2 separate regions of the Salmo salar genome follow, and region 1 is linked to region 2. The links are chromatin contacts, called in public Hi-C maps. All regions are on one chromosome and are shown on one strand. The core of a region is the stretch at or near the end of the contact, and the rest is flanking DNA. Distances in the headings are between cores, read along the strand shown. Region 1 holds the start of LOC106604937 (kelch-like protein 3). Region 2 overlaps LOC106604936 (protein FAM13B).

Region 1 (7,137 bases), core at 2,846-5,345, 40 kb after region 2:
AAATAAAAAAACTGGAATGCTTAGATAAAACCTGTTTTCAGAATTTGAAGTAGTTGAGAAGTGAGACAATGTTCATGGTAACAACTATGGCATAATGACCATAGTAATGATACAATTATTTATTAACATTCAAACTAAATGGGAATCACAAATCAAACTAAAACAAAATAGCCTACATTTCAGGAACAGCAGCAGTGAACCTAGAATACTTAAAAAGTGTGACCTAGTCCTTACAGCCTAAATACTGCATGGAGATTTTCCTTTGACCAAACGCTATTGGGCACATTTTATCATATACTTTGGTATAGTGCCGGGGCAAGTAATAATATATTTTATGGCCAATATAACTTCAGTTGCCTTTTAACTAATAAGATGCAGAAAATTACTCAAATCAAGTTCACTGCAATTGACTACATGGCTCTATTAAGTCAAACATGGGGTCCCATATTAATAACACTCCAACTTAAATCCAAATATTTAAAACAAAATGCAATTTACTTACAACACATTACCTAAAGAAAATGCACTAACAAGCAAAGAGACTTAGCTATTAACTTAATTTCAATAATATCTGGCCAAAATACAAAACCACAGTCCTCCACTGCTCAAAACAAAATAATCCAAAGGAGTAGTCCTATTACTTGTGGACAATGGACATTTAGACCTAAGTTATTTGAGACCTTTCGGAGTGAAGACATCTGCCTTCTCGTGCTCTGCAGTTGCTATGGGCATGAAGACCGTTGTCTAGAAATTTACAGGGCATTCGGAAGGTATTCAAACCCCGTGACTTTTTCCATTTTGTTTTGTTACAGCCGTATTATAAAATGGATTAAATTGTTTTGTCCCCCCCTCAGTCTACACACACTACCCCATATTGATGAAGCAAACCCAGTTTGACATTTTTGCAACTGTATAAAAAAAATATATACTGAAAGATCACATTTACCTAAGTATTCAGACCCTTTACTCAGTACTTTGTTGAAGCACCTTTGGCAGCGATTACAGCCTCAAGTCTTTTGGGGTATGATGTTTCAAGCTTGGCACACCTGTATTTGGGGAGTTTCTCCCATTCTTCTCTGCAGATCCTCTCAAGCTCGGGCAGGTTGGATGGGGAGCGTTGCTGCACAGCTATTTTCAGGTCCCTCCAGAGATGTTCGATCAACTCAAGGATATTCAGAGACTTGTCTCGAAGCCACTCTTGCGTTGTCTTGGCTGTGTGCTTAGGGTCGTTGACCTGTCTGAAGGTGAACCTTCGCCCCAGTCTGAGGTCCTGAGCTCTCTGGAGTAGGTTTTCATGAAGGATCGCTCTGTACTTTACTCTGTTCATCTTTCCCTTGATCCTGAATAGTAAGGACTGTGCCAAGTTTCCTCCAAACGTGACGCTTGGCATTGAGGTCAAAGAGTTCAATATTGGTTTCATCAGACCAGAGAATCTTGTTTCTCATGGTCTGAGTCCTTTAGGTGCCTTTTGGCAAACTCTAAGCGGATGGTCATGTGCCTTTTACTGAGGAGTGGCTTCCATCTGGCCAATCTACCATAAAAGCCTGATTGGTGGAGTACTGCACAGGTTGTCCTTCTGGAAGGTTCTCCCATCTCCACAGAGGAACTCTGGAGCTCTGTCAGAGTGATCATTGGGTTCTTAGTCATCTCCCTAACCAAGGCTCTTCTCCCCTGATTGCTCAGTTTGGCCAGGCGGACAGCTCTAGGAAGATTCTTGGTGGTTCCAAACCTCTTCCATTTAAGAATGATGGAGGCCTGTGTTTTTGGGGACCTTCAATACTGCTGAAATTTGTTGATACCCTTCCCCAGATCTGTGCCTCAACACAATCCTGTCTCGGAGCTCTACGGACAATTCCTTCAACCTTGTGTCTTTGTTTTTGCTCTGACATGCACTGTCAACTGTGGGACCTCTTATAGACAGGTATGTGCCTTTCCAAATCATGTCCAATCAATTGAATTTACCACAGGTGGACTCCAATCAAGTTGTAGAAACATCAAGGATTATCAATGATAACAGGATGCGCCTGAGATCAATAGCAAAGGGTCTCATAGCAAAGGGTCTGAATACTTATGTAAATAAATTATATATAAAACATTTCTAAAAACCTGTTTTCGCTTTGTCATTATGGGGTATTGTAGGTAGATTGATGACAAAAATATATTTTATCCATTTTAGGATAGGACTAACGTAACAATGTGGAAAAAGTCAAGGGGTTAGAATACTTTCAGAATGTACTGTAGTTATGAAGGTAGAGACATCTGCCTCCAAGAGTATCTGAAGTTAGTTGCTAGATGGCCAAAGTTACTCTGGCTAGATGGCAAGGAACTCTAGCTACCTATTTAGGCCAGCTTTAAATAGTGAATACTGTAGTAACTTCCCTGTCTGAAACACTTGGGCTCAGAATTCCGTCACTCTTGTGCCATTATAGAATGTTTGGTCGGAACAATGTTATTAAGAGTTCATCATTTTTACTAGGCAGTGGTGTAAAGTACTTAAGTAAAACATACTTTAAAGCACTACAAAAGTAGTTTTGGGGGGGTATCTGTACTTTACTATTTATTTGACAACTTTTACTCCACTACATTCCTAAAGAAAACTATGTACTTTTTACTCCTTACATTTTCCCTGACACCCAAAAGTACTCGTTACATTTTGAATGCTTAGCAGGACAGGAAAATTGTCTAATTCACACACTTATCAAGAGAAAATCCAAGGTCATCCTTACTGCCTCATCTGACAGACTCACTAAACACAAACGCTTTGTTTGTAAATTGTCTTGAGTGTTGAAGTGGGCCCTTGGCCATCCATAATTATTTTATTTAAGTAAATTAAGAAAACAACGCCGTCAGGTTTGCTTAGTATAAGGAATTTGAAATGATTTATACTTAAGTATATTTTAGCAATTACTTTTACTTTTGATACTTAAGTACATTTAAAACCAAATACTTTGACTTTTACTCAAGTAGATTTTTACTGAAGTATTTTACTCGGTGACTTTCACTTGAGTCATTTTCTTTTAAGGTATCTTCACTTTTACTCAAGTATGACAATTGGGTACTTTTCCCACAATTTATTTGGGGGATGGGACTGCTTTGAGTGAGATTTGATGGGGCTCCCCCCACTATAGTTGCCATAGCCACCAAGATATCCATTTTAAGACCTTGCTTCCCTCCCGCCACGGGGTTCCAGCAGCCTGCATTTCTTGCTTGGTGAGGGCTTTTTCGTCTCAACTTTATGGCCATTAATGGTGTGGAACTAAAGAACAACTGCTTAGTCGGCATAATCATTATCTTCGAAAAACAAAACCCTCTTCTTACCAGTTTGATTATTGCTAATATCCTCGGCCATCTCGATAGTACCGAACTGAAATTACTCGTTCAGAAGTTCATCCTCTGTAGCTTCTTTAACCACCGATAAATGTTTTCTTAATCTTTGCCAGGTCCTCCCGCATCTTCGTGTGCCACTGTACTTTTCTGTTCAACATTGTTGCCACCCAGGGCATGAGCCCGCGCGGACATTGCAGCGTCTGCCTCCATAGCACTAGCAGTTACAAAACCAGACCGCAGTAGTTGCAGGTTCTGAATAACTACGCAATCGGTTAGCTCGCCATACTGTTCAAATGGTTTACGAAGGCGATCGTCAGTGGTGTAAACATTTAGTCCACCAACAAAGAGCTTGCAGAGTTGATTTTACATCTCTAGTATCTTGCTTTGATTATGCTATGTCAACACTGACTTGACCGTGCTTCTCCCGGTGTCTAAAATGGCAGATGTAGAGATCACCGAGGGAGACAGATGGTGGGGTTGACGTAATGAGTACAAGTCCCCTAGTGGCAAGCTATTGTAAATTGTTGGCATATTTGGCCTATTATAGTACAAAATTATCATTTTGACAGCAAAAAGGGTAAATGCTGACATTTTGTATATTTCCATAACCACAGACCTAATATTTGTGCACATTGGTAACTTGGAATAATAATCTAAATTAAAAATCAGCCCTGTCATGTAATTTGAATAGGACAACCTAGAATTATATGTAATGGTATGGAGTAGTTTATTTTTGGCTGCCTGTGCAGCAAAAAAAATGGGAGTGTTGAGAGGCTGTAAAGCAGATGTACTGGAGAAAAATCACAATACTCACGGCCATTATCAAAACAAACTAGTGTCAGACAAATGTGTCTATTGACATGGGATGTTACCTGCAAAATTCTTGTCCCATTAAAAAATAAAATCTGATTATAAACCAAGAATCCCTTTCATTGAAAATGTGATTCAAAAAAGCCTTTACAGTATTAGCAAGAATGCTTTTTGGTATTAGCATAACACAGGAAATGGCAGAGGGCCTAAAAAAAATGCATGACTGTTGGCCAGTTAGCAGTCCCAGATTAGTCCATTCCTGAACAAGAAAGTTACCAGTGATAGTATGTCAGTAGGGTGTGCAACTACCTCATGATAGGACTGTGATCCTGAATGATCTGAAGGCTTAACTTGATTCTCTTTTGAAACAAGAGGTCAGAATGGTTACATTGACAATGAGCACCGATTGCTTTCAAACATTAAAAACTTTAATACAGCCAAAAGAGTTAGGCTCAATAGCTAACTAATATTTAAGTAACATTCCACAAAACTGCATTGCTTTGCAAGGTATTGAATAGCACATCTTGGACGGAGAAAAGCATTGAGGTAACCATAAAAAAGTATAATAATACAATAACCATAAGTACTTAATACTTTGACACGAAATATTATGATCTTAAAAACACTCAAGCATACACTAAGACTGCTTTCAACTCCATTAATACCCCTGAGTTTCATGTTGCTAAAGCAATATGTCTTGTTATTAACCTGGCTGGTACTAATGACATACAGTATCATACCAAAGTCTTGGAAGCAGCGACGTTAACTACAATTAAATAAAAAATATTTAAAGGAATCACTACATTGACAAGTCAGAAAGTTGAATTGGTAATAAAGTGTCCATGTCTTTAGTAGCGTCGCCTAGGGACAACGGTGTAGTCCGGATGGAGGGCACATCAGGGTGGGCGAGGGGCACGAGTACTTTAAAATAGTAGCAACAAAGAAATGGGCAACTCCGACCCGTGTGTGTAAATGCAGGTCATTGAATCAGAAATTCAGAACATTTCAAATTATTGGGTCAAATGTGGTCAACGGTGTCTAATAACCACCATATCCACCCCTGCTATAACCACTGCCGCCTCCACGGGAGTACGGTGCTGCGCTCCTGCCTGAATAATTACCCCCTTTCATTGCACCATAGCCGGAGGACTGCTGTCCGTAATCTTCGCCAAAGTCATTATAACCGTTCCCACCATAACTGCTCCCCATTTGATCTCCATAACCTCCTCCGTATCCCCCTTGGTTACCGTAACCACCTCCATTGCCGTATCCGCCACCGTAGCCACCATCGTTTCCTCCATAATTACCGCCATAGTTGCCGTAGCCGCCACCTCTTCCGCCGTCGTAGCCATTTTGAGACCCCCTCATTCCTCGCCCGCCTCTTCCCCGACCACCGGCTGACTGCATCTCTTGCTTGGTGAGGGCCTTCTTCACCTCCACTTTGTGCCCATTGATTGTGTGGAACTTCAGCACCACTGCTTTGTCGGCAGAGTCATTATCTTCAAAATAGACGAAGCCGAATCCTCTTTTTTTGAGAGTCTGTTTGTCACTGATTACTTCGGCCTTCTCAATTGCCCCGAATTGAGAGAAATAATCATTCAAATGGTCGTCTTCTATGTCGTCTTTCAACCCACCGATAAATATTTTTTTAACTTTGGCGAGTGCCTCTGGCCTACCGGCATCTTCCCGTGCAACGGCCCTTTTTAACTCCACGTTGGTACCATCGACGACATGTGGCCTAGCGGCCATGGCTGCGTCGGCCTCCTCCGCGTTTGAGTAGGTTACAAAGCCGAAACACCGGGACCTTTGTAGCTGCTGGTTCTGGACCACTACGCAGTCGGTTAACTGGCCGTACTGCTCGAAATGTTGCCGAAGTCCATCGTCTGTAGTCTCGACGTTCAATCCACCGACAAACAGCTTACAAAGTTGGTTCGTCATTATTACTAGCCGAGTTGTTATGGCGCAAATACAATTGAACCTGACAAAATCGTATCCCTCTTTGAAAGCAGCTGACGCAATGACGTCTGACGTAGGATTGGGAAAATAAATCACCAGTCCTGATTGGTTGTTCCACTCAAATCCCACTATTTTATTCAAATAGATGTTTTTCTTATTTGTCAATTGACTTGTTTGTTGAATCAAAAAGACAATGCCTATTCCAAGCACATTTCTTTACATTTATTTTTAAATTCGTCTAGTTAGCTGGCTGTTCTTGATCCTGCTTTGTAGTATACCCCAACACTTCATTCCGCTGTCCACGCATTGCACATTCAATTGTCAGAAAGTGGCCACTTCTGAATAAATATTGTGGAACACAGTGATTTCTATATGCAATCTTGCCATACAAACTTGACGTGGACACATTCCATTCCATTTTTTTTTTTTACTATTTTCTACAGTGCAGAATGAAGACAAAATTGAAACATGGAATCATGTACCCCAAAAAGTGTAAAAAAAATATCAAAACACATTTGATTCTAAGAAACCAACCTTTGCCTTGACAGCTTTGCACACTTGGCATTCTCTCAAACAGCTTGGTGTCACGTGGAATGCATTTCAATTAACAGGTGGAATTTATTTCCTTCTTAATGCATTTGAGCCAATCAGTTGTGACAAGGTAGACAGAAAATAGCCCTATTTTGTAAAACCAAGTCCATGTTATGTAAGGACAGCTCACATTAGCAAAAAAAGTCAATTTCTTTGACATGGTTAATCCAGGAAATATCAAGAACTTTAAGTTTCTTCCAGTGCAGTCGTAAAAACCAAGCGCTATAATGAAACTGGCTGAGGACCGCCACGGGAAAGACCAAGTTACCTCTGCTGCAGAGGATACGTTCATTAGTTAGCCTCAAATTGCAGCCCAAATAAATGCTTCAGAGTTCAGACACAAGAGCAACTGTTCAGAGACTGCGTGAATAAAAGGCCTACATGGTCCAAATGCTGTAAAGAAAAAAAGGACCCCAATAAGAGATTTGCTTGGAAGCGCAATGGACATTAGAC
Region 2 (6,801 bases), core at 714-3,213:
CACCTGCCTCAACAACAGTCTTGGTGACTGAGGAAGAGCTTGAGATGATTGGTTGAGTAGTCTCAGACAGGAGCCCTGTTTGAGCCTAACTTATTTACAACAACTGCTTGTTTGTTGATGATTGTGCAACCCCTTGGGATGCAGTAAACGGGCCCATATCCAACTGGTGTCTCAGACCTTCTCGCTCTCCCTCTACAGGAATGTCCAGAAGGAGGACAGGCTCCCCATGATGGATGAATACAAAGAGTATAAACGGATCAAGGCCAAACTGCGTCTGCTGGAGGTGCTCATCAGCAAGCAGGACTCCTCCAAGTCCATCTAGAGAGGGAGATCGGCCACCCTGCTTCCCTCCCTTCATCCCACCTAGATGAGGGTCAACCGCCTCACCCCAGGCCTTACATGTCACCCCTACATGGCCCATACTCCTCCCCATCCCTTATCAACCATCCCACTACCTGCACCCCTGAGGGAAGGCATGGCAGCCACCATATCCCGCCGCTGTCTCACCACCACAACTCATCTGTTTCTACCACCGCCAGCTCATGTACAGTCAAGGGGTCCTCACTGGGGACTCTGAGGGAGAAGAGTCACATCTTCATTCCACCAGTCAAGACTCAACACACCCCTTTTTACTTATTTCTGTCAGTTTCATTCGGAGGAGTTCCCCCTTTCCTCATTAGTTTTGTTTTTGTTGTAGCTTCCCCCCCGAACTTTTCACGTACGGTAGTTTCTCATACTGAGAAATCATATTGGAGAGGACATGAGCTCTGTTTTGTAGCGCATTTTAGTCACCTGACCACCTGTTTAGACGTAACAAACTGAACTCTCCCTCCCTTGGAACGAGGAGACTGGCCATCCTGTTTCAGACATTCAGACTCGCATGGATTCAGTTGCCGAACTCGATCTTCATCCTTCAACACTGGGACGCTTTTGTGTCGTCTGAGTGAGTTTTTGGGAGAGAGGGAAAAAGTAATTACTGTGTATGTATTCTTGTAAATCAATATGTACACATAAATGTTTCTATGTTACAGTATGTTATTTTTCTTGAATGAAGAGTAATTCCTTCTTGGGTTTGAAAAGAAACTTACTGTGTTTGTGTGTTATTCTATTTCCTTTGCCACTATGGAAACTGAGTGAGTTTTATCAGTTGGGACTGGTTGTGCTGTTCCTTTCTCTTAGGTTTTAAAAAAATATTTGGATCTTCAGTCGTCACTGAAAGGAGTTTTGGCACACACCAGGTGGGCAGGACAGCCAGTTAGGTGTATCACTTAGTGTTCCTGTACCTTATCCGTCTCCATTTTCTGGCAATAAAGCTAGACAGCTTGACTTATTTTCTATATATATATTTTTGTTTTATACGCGTTAAAGTTCAGTTGCGGAGTGGATCTTTGTGCGAGGTGTCCAGAATGGGGGGGGGTGGATGGGTTGTTAGATTAAAGCTAATGTAGTTTCGACCTCATCAGTATTATGCTAAATACAGCATATGGCAATGTTAGGGCGTGATATGGCAATGCTAGCCCTGTTCGATGGACTTTAACCTAGCGTTCCGTCCTACAGTCCGTGACCACCTTTTAGTATGGCAGACAGACACTCCCTATCACTCCCAGGTGCCTAGTTATACAACCAGGTGTGTTGACCAACACCCTACGGCCACACAGCCAGTATTTAACCCCCAGTGGTGTGTGTGCTGATGGACAGTGGTCAGGCGGACCATCCGGCTTCTTGAGGACAGCCATAGATAAGTTATCACAATTTGGCTGCCAGTCAGTCTGGAGGTCCGGTCAGCCCTGTGCCCAGGTTAAGATGAAAAACAGTCCTCGTGGCATAATCTCCTTTTAGTCACTGGGGAATGTGAACACCAGCTAAAAGAGTTCTCATGCATCCCATATCCAGTGTGAGGTAAACTAGGCGTCTCCGTCTAAGGTTTCACTTAGTACGCAGGACGGTGTCTCAAAGGGAAGTTCCCAAATCTAGCCGAGAACAGGATCAGCTGACTTCCTGGCTTGTAACCACTTGTCACAACATCTAGCTACTGTATGTTGTTGCACCAAAAGTTCAACGTGTCCTTGGTTAGCGATCACTGACCCACTGCAAAACAGCAACATTCCTTCAATCTAGAGTCACACAATGTCAGGCTATTGCTATACATGTTTTCTCTGGTGCTAAGGTCGCTGGGTGTTGGTTGGTTGGTTAAGTCTATTATTCATTATGGGATATGTCCCATAGTGAGCCAGAGTGTTTGGCCAGGCAATGTAGAGCCAGGTCATTGTCAGGTCCTGGGGAGTTGTCTGACCACAGGGCTCTGAGAAGGCTTTACCACGGCCAAGCAGAACCAACAGCACCTTGACTCCTGACAGACAATTTACGTCAAGGGTCAACTTATTGATGTCTCTAGAGCCCGAAAGCTCTTCTGGGCTTCAATACAAAGGTCACATACAACAAAAACAGAGTCCAAGTTATGCATATTTGGAATGAGGTGTGTCTGGTCTGTCGGCGTAATGCCGCCTCGGGAGTGCTGTCTGCCACTCCTTAAAGGTCATTGATCCTAGCCTTTGACCCCTAGCTAAACTAGCAGTCAGCCCAGAGGCAGAATCACATCACTATCCTTCAGAAGCTCTCTGGACTTGACAAAACCAAGCAGGAGCTTTAGAGTGGAGAAACGACCCTTCGTCTGTCCAGTTGACTAGTTCTAGTCCTGGCAATAAAATACAAAAAACATTTGAGATGTTGTAGACTAAATGTCTCTGCACATTAGGGTGGGGAGGGGAATTAGTGCTGTTTCCTTGTTGGGAATGGGAAGGCGCCATCAGTGGCACCAACTGTAAGGATCTGCATCTGCTTCAGGAGGTGGAATAATGGAGTACATTGTCAGTCAGACCAACACACCCAGAATATAGGGAATCTAATTTTTCCTGAAGGATGTTTGCGCTGAACCAAGAGTTTTGCCTTGGTCCCTCACTGGGTCAAAACCAAGTCATGTAACCTTTGTTTGAGTTGGCAGGGTGTGGTGTATGCATGAGTGGACAGTGTGGGGAGGTTTCTAGAAGTTATTTGCACAGCATTCTGAGAATGCAGCCCTTGTTTTGTTTGTCAATTTGTTCCTTGTTTTAGAAGCACTACTTATATCTGAAGGATGAATGTCAGAATTTAAATTATTTCTAACACATTTGGCCCCTTGTTTCAATTTCTGTGATGTTCAAACTTGAGAATGTGTTTTGTTTTTTTATTACATTATTTTGTATTTAAAAAAATGTACCCCTCACTAATACATCTATACAGTGTAGTACCTCTGTATTGGCTAATAATCTGCTATGTTTTTGTTTTGTATAAGCTAGTCTCAGTAGTTGGCTTGCATGGCAAAGACTTGTATTGTTTCTATTTTTGTGCCATGAAAATGAAGCAATAAATTAGCATCAATGGAATGTGGGGCCTTGTTAACCCTTTATGTGCATTTTCTGAGTATACGGCTGATTAATGTTTAATCTATTAATGGGACTAACTTGGTTTGCTGTTTTTTACCTCGCAGGCCAACCCATGAAACTGTCACTTGACTAACTGCTGTGAGAGTTCCAACGCGACTCAGTTTTCTGTCTGCTAAACCTGCATTTTTACCACTTGTTGTCAGCATTATGTTTTCTGGGGCACTGCTTTAACCAAAATGAGAAGAGATTATCAATGTGGTGACAATGATGGAGGTATATTTGGACCAAACATTCCCGATTTTTTTATTATTTTAAAAGAAAATAAATGTGAAATTGGTCGATCGATTTATGTCCATGTCAAATTGAAGGGCTTTTTTTACTCTCATTTTGTGTTGTGCCTGCAACAAGTGGTAAAAATCATGTGAAGCCCACAGGCTATAAGGATGTACACTGACCCTGTTCACAGCCCCATGCCATCCCTCGCATGTTTGTTTTTCTGGCCCATGGAGCCGGTGGCAGGTTGCATCAACTGACTAGCCGATCAACCACTGGCTCCCAGAGCCTCCCTATCTATATGTGGAGCTGTGTTTTACATCTATATATATGTATCTATAAATGTTTTTGTGAATGTTTTTCCTTCATTTACACATTATAATAAAGTACAATCAGTAATAATGTATAATAAAATAAAAATAAATATTGTAATTTACATGCCTCCTGCTGAAGTTGTCTTCAAACTAATGGGAAAAGGTTACTTAAACCAGATGCACAATTGAAATACAAGTCAATATAGCTTATGTATGTCAAAGTACACTGCACCCAATATCGCCCAGTATGCATGCAATAACTAGCTAGGTGGATTGCAGTTTGTTGAGTCAGGTGAATGCCATTATTAAGAGCAGGAATTTGTTTTCATGGAGGACAGAGATGGTTGTGAGGGCGGGCTGACCATGACCCGGCAGAATAAGAGTGGAAAAACTCCTGAGTCTGCAAAGAACAGAGGTCAGCACGCGAAGCCGCAGTTGGAACAAACCCAAACAGTGATATATTACACCCTATACACATAAATCCATCTTCATGGGCCCCTGAATTGCCATAGCACATGTTGATCAGCAGACCATCTTTAGGCTTTATCACGTGCATCTTTAACAAGATTTAGTGAATGGTCAATGTATCCCTAAGCCCCAAAAAAAAACATTTCGTTGCCTGGCTTTCACACACTTCTAGAATGGGCATGGCCATGTCTTTTTTGTTGTTGCTGCCCTCTAGTGTTCACAGCCAACACTAACACTTAGGTAACACCACACTTTATGAAAAGCTTTGGTGATGCCTTCTTGGAGCTTAAGTGCAACAAATTCATAACATATATGAATTGCAAAAATAAAACATGTAGTACACAAACGGTGACTACTTTTGGCTCATGAGCACCACTTTCAAAACAAAATTATGAAATTATATGAAACTTTGAGAGGACCTCTTTATTTGAAGAGTCTGCCTAGATGGTCAATAGCTGTGGTGTATTCATTACCACTTGCAATGAAAACTGTTTACCATTTTAGAAGCAAACAGCAAATGGAATGAAACGGAGGGACTGAATTTGTCCAATAGAAATTAGTTTTACATTTGGAGTAAACGGTTTCTGTTGTAAACTTCTTGCAACAGACGAAACTGTTTGCAACAGAATTGACGTAATGAATACACCCCAGCTCAAACTACCAACTGCAAAAGTTAACCCTAACCCAAGTTTCATGTCCTCAAACCTAACCTTAGATTCATGTCCACACAGGATGTCAACCCTGACCCTAAACTTAGCCATAACCCTAACATCATGTCCACACCCCAGCTCAACACTCCCTGACCCTAATTTATGATATGTCCACACTATGGGGTTGAAATAACACTGAAATTGCGCAAAAAATGATAATGCGCTTTTTGTGTAAGAACTGGGGGGGGGGTTTCAGCCTGTTCAGGTGTGATGGAACTTTTGGCCCACATCATGACATCACAATGTGATCTGATTATAAAAGAACAATGACTTTGTCTCTTCTAGACTATAAGTACCAGCCAATCAGGGGCTGTGTGTGTAAATATCTTCAAATCTGTTTCCTGACACCCACAAAATCAGACTGAGCATTTTGAGGGGCCAAAGGAGGCTCAGGAAAATACATAGAAATAAATTGGAGTTATTTTAATAAACAGTGATTTATTAGATATACAGTGATGATTTTAAAATACAAAGACTGCATGGCTGTTTTAACCCTAACCCTGGTATGTATATTTGATCCCTGTGGGAATGGAACACACAACTTTGGTGTTGCAACTTGCTAGTGTGCCATGCTCTTTAAATGGTTACATATAGCGTTGTTGAATTATATAATATATCATAAAAAGAATGACACCAAATCCATGTTTTAATTCATATACATATTCATACTAACGCACACAGTCCCTACCAGTCGTGTTAATGTTCAGCACAGTTAGACAATGATTCAAGGCCCCACTTAAAATGAAAGGCCATTTTTGTCCGTCATAAACTGAGCAGCCAAAGACATATGAAGACTGTCAGGCGGGATGGACACAGTCGGTCCATGCAGGGTTTTGGACACTCATGGTCTGTAGATCTAGGCTGGTGTCCTTAGGCTGGCTCAGTGCAGATCCCTGAGTGGTCCAGCTCTGACATATGACCGCACCTCTCAAGAGGGACCCTGTGAGACTCAGCTGTGAGAGGTTAAGGAGGATGCAGTCTGGGATTGTCAGTGATGTGTGGCTAGCTAGTAGAAATGTTTTAAGTTTTACCATTACCACCAATGGAGAGATTATCCCTACATTCCGTGTCACAAGTGGCCTGAAATCTAATGTACAAGGCCACGAACATGGCTGCTAATGGCATTCCCTGACAACAGATGTCATTGTAAATAAGAATTTGTTCTGAACTGACTTGCCTGGTTAAATAAAAAAATATGTTATCCTCATACACTCCCAGTCACAAATACATCTTCTCTCATCCACCCTCTTAACGCCATCTTACAATGGTGGCTCACATAGTCAGCTGCATAGTCCAAGTTAATTAAAAAGCCAGGTTAGGTTATATGTTATGGTGAGAGGCGGATGTTCTATACATTATAATGATCAATGTACCCACGGTAACCATGTATCCACTTCTTGAACATACGAGAAGATAAATGCTCAAAGGGATTCTAGGTGGTCGTAGTACACACAACAAATGCTCATTAAAAATGATATTTACTATAATTTAATATCCACAATCAAAGAAACTTTAGAAAATATTTCACCGATCTTGATATAATATACTTAATATTATACAAGTTGCCTATGTCCTGCATATTTCAACATCGCTCTGGGGTGGCTAAGTACAACC

What was found. Hi-C and Micro-C count contacts between places; a contact is called where the count stands out from the background.
Region 1: a contact with region 2 is called in a Hi-C map of gill, with 2.0 times the contacts expected there. The contact joins the promoter of LOC106604937 here to the enhancer-like site in region 2. A contact is called at or near these places in 2 of 3 Hi-C or Micro-C datasets (blood and gill).

Annotation. Positions count from the first base shown.
Region 1 is chrssa05:42,605,426-42,612,562 of Ssal_v3.1, forward strand. LOC106604937 (kelch-like protein 3) reads right to left here and starts at 4,096. Exons shown (of 17, transcript XM_014200086.2): 1 at 3,319-4,096. It overlaps LOC106604938 (heterogeneous nuclear ribonucleoprotein A0), which reads right to left and starts at 6,698. Exons shown (of 1, transcript XM_014200087.2): 1 at 4,544-6,698. The coding sequence starts at 6,075. The coding sequence ends at 5,176.
Region 2 is chrssa05:42,567,323-42,574,123 of Ssal_v3.1, forward strand. LOC106604936 (protein FAM13B) reads left to right here. Exons shown (of 20, transcript XM_014200085.2): 20 at 199-4,131. The coding sequence ends at 322. LOC106604937 (kelch-like protein 3) reads right to left here. Exons shown (of 17, transcript XM_014200086.2): 17 at 5,606-6,801. Among protein-coding and RNA genes, the nearest start is that of LOC106604937, 39 kb to the right of the region's middle. Within about 2 kb of position 1,964, at least 2 of the 13 cell types and tissues checked have an H3K27ac peak or open chromatin away from gene starts, as enhancers often do. A contact at or near this core is called in gill, where this site is marked.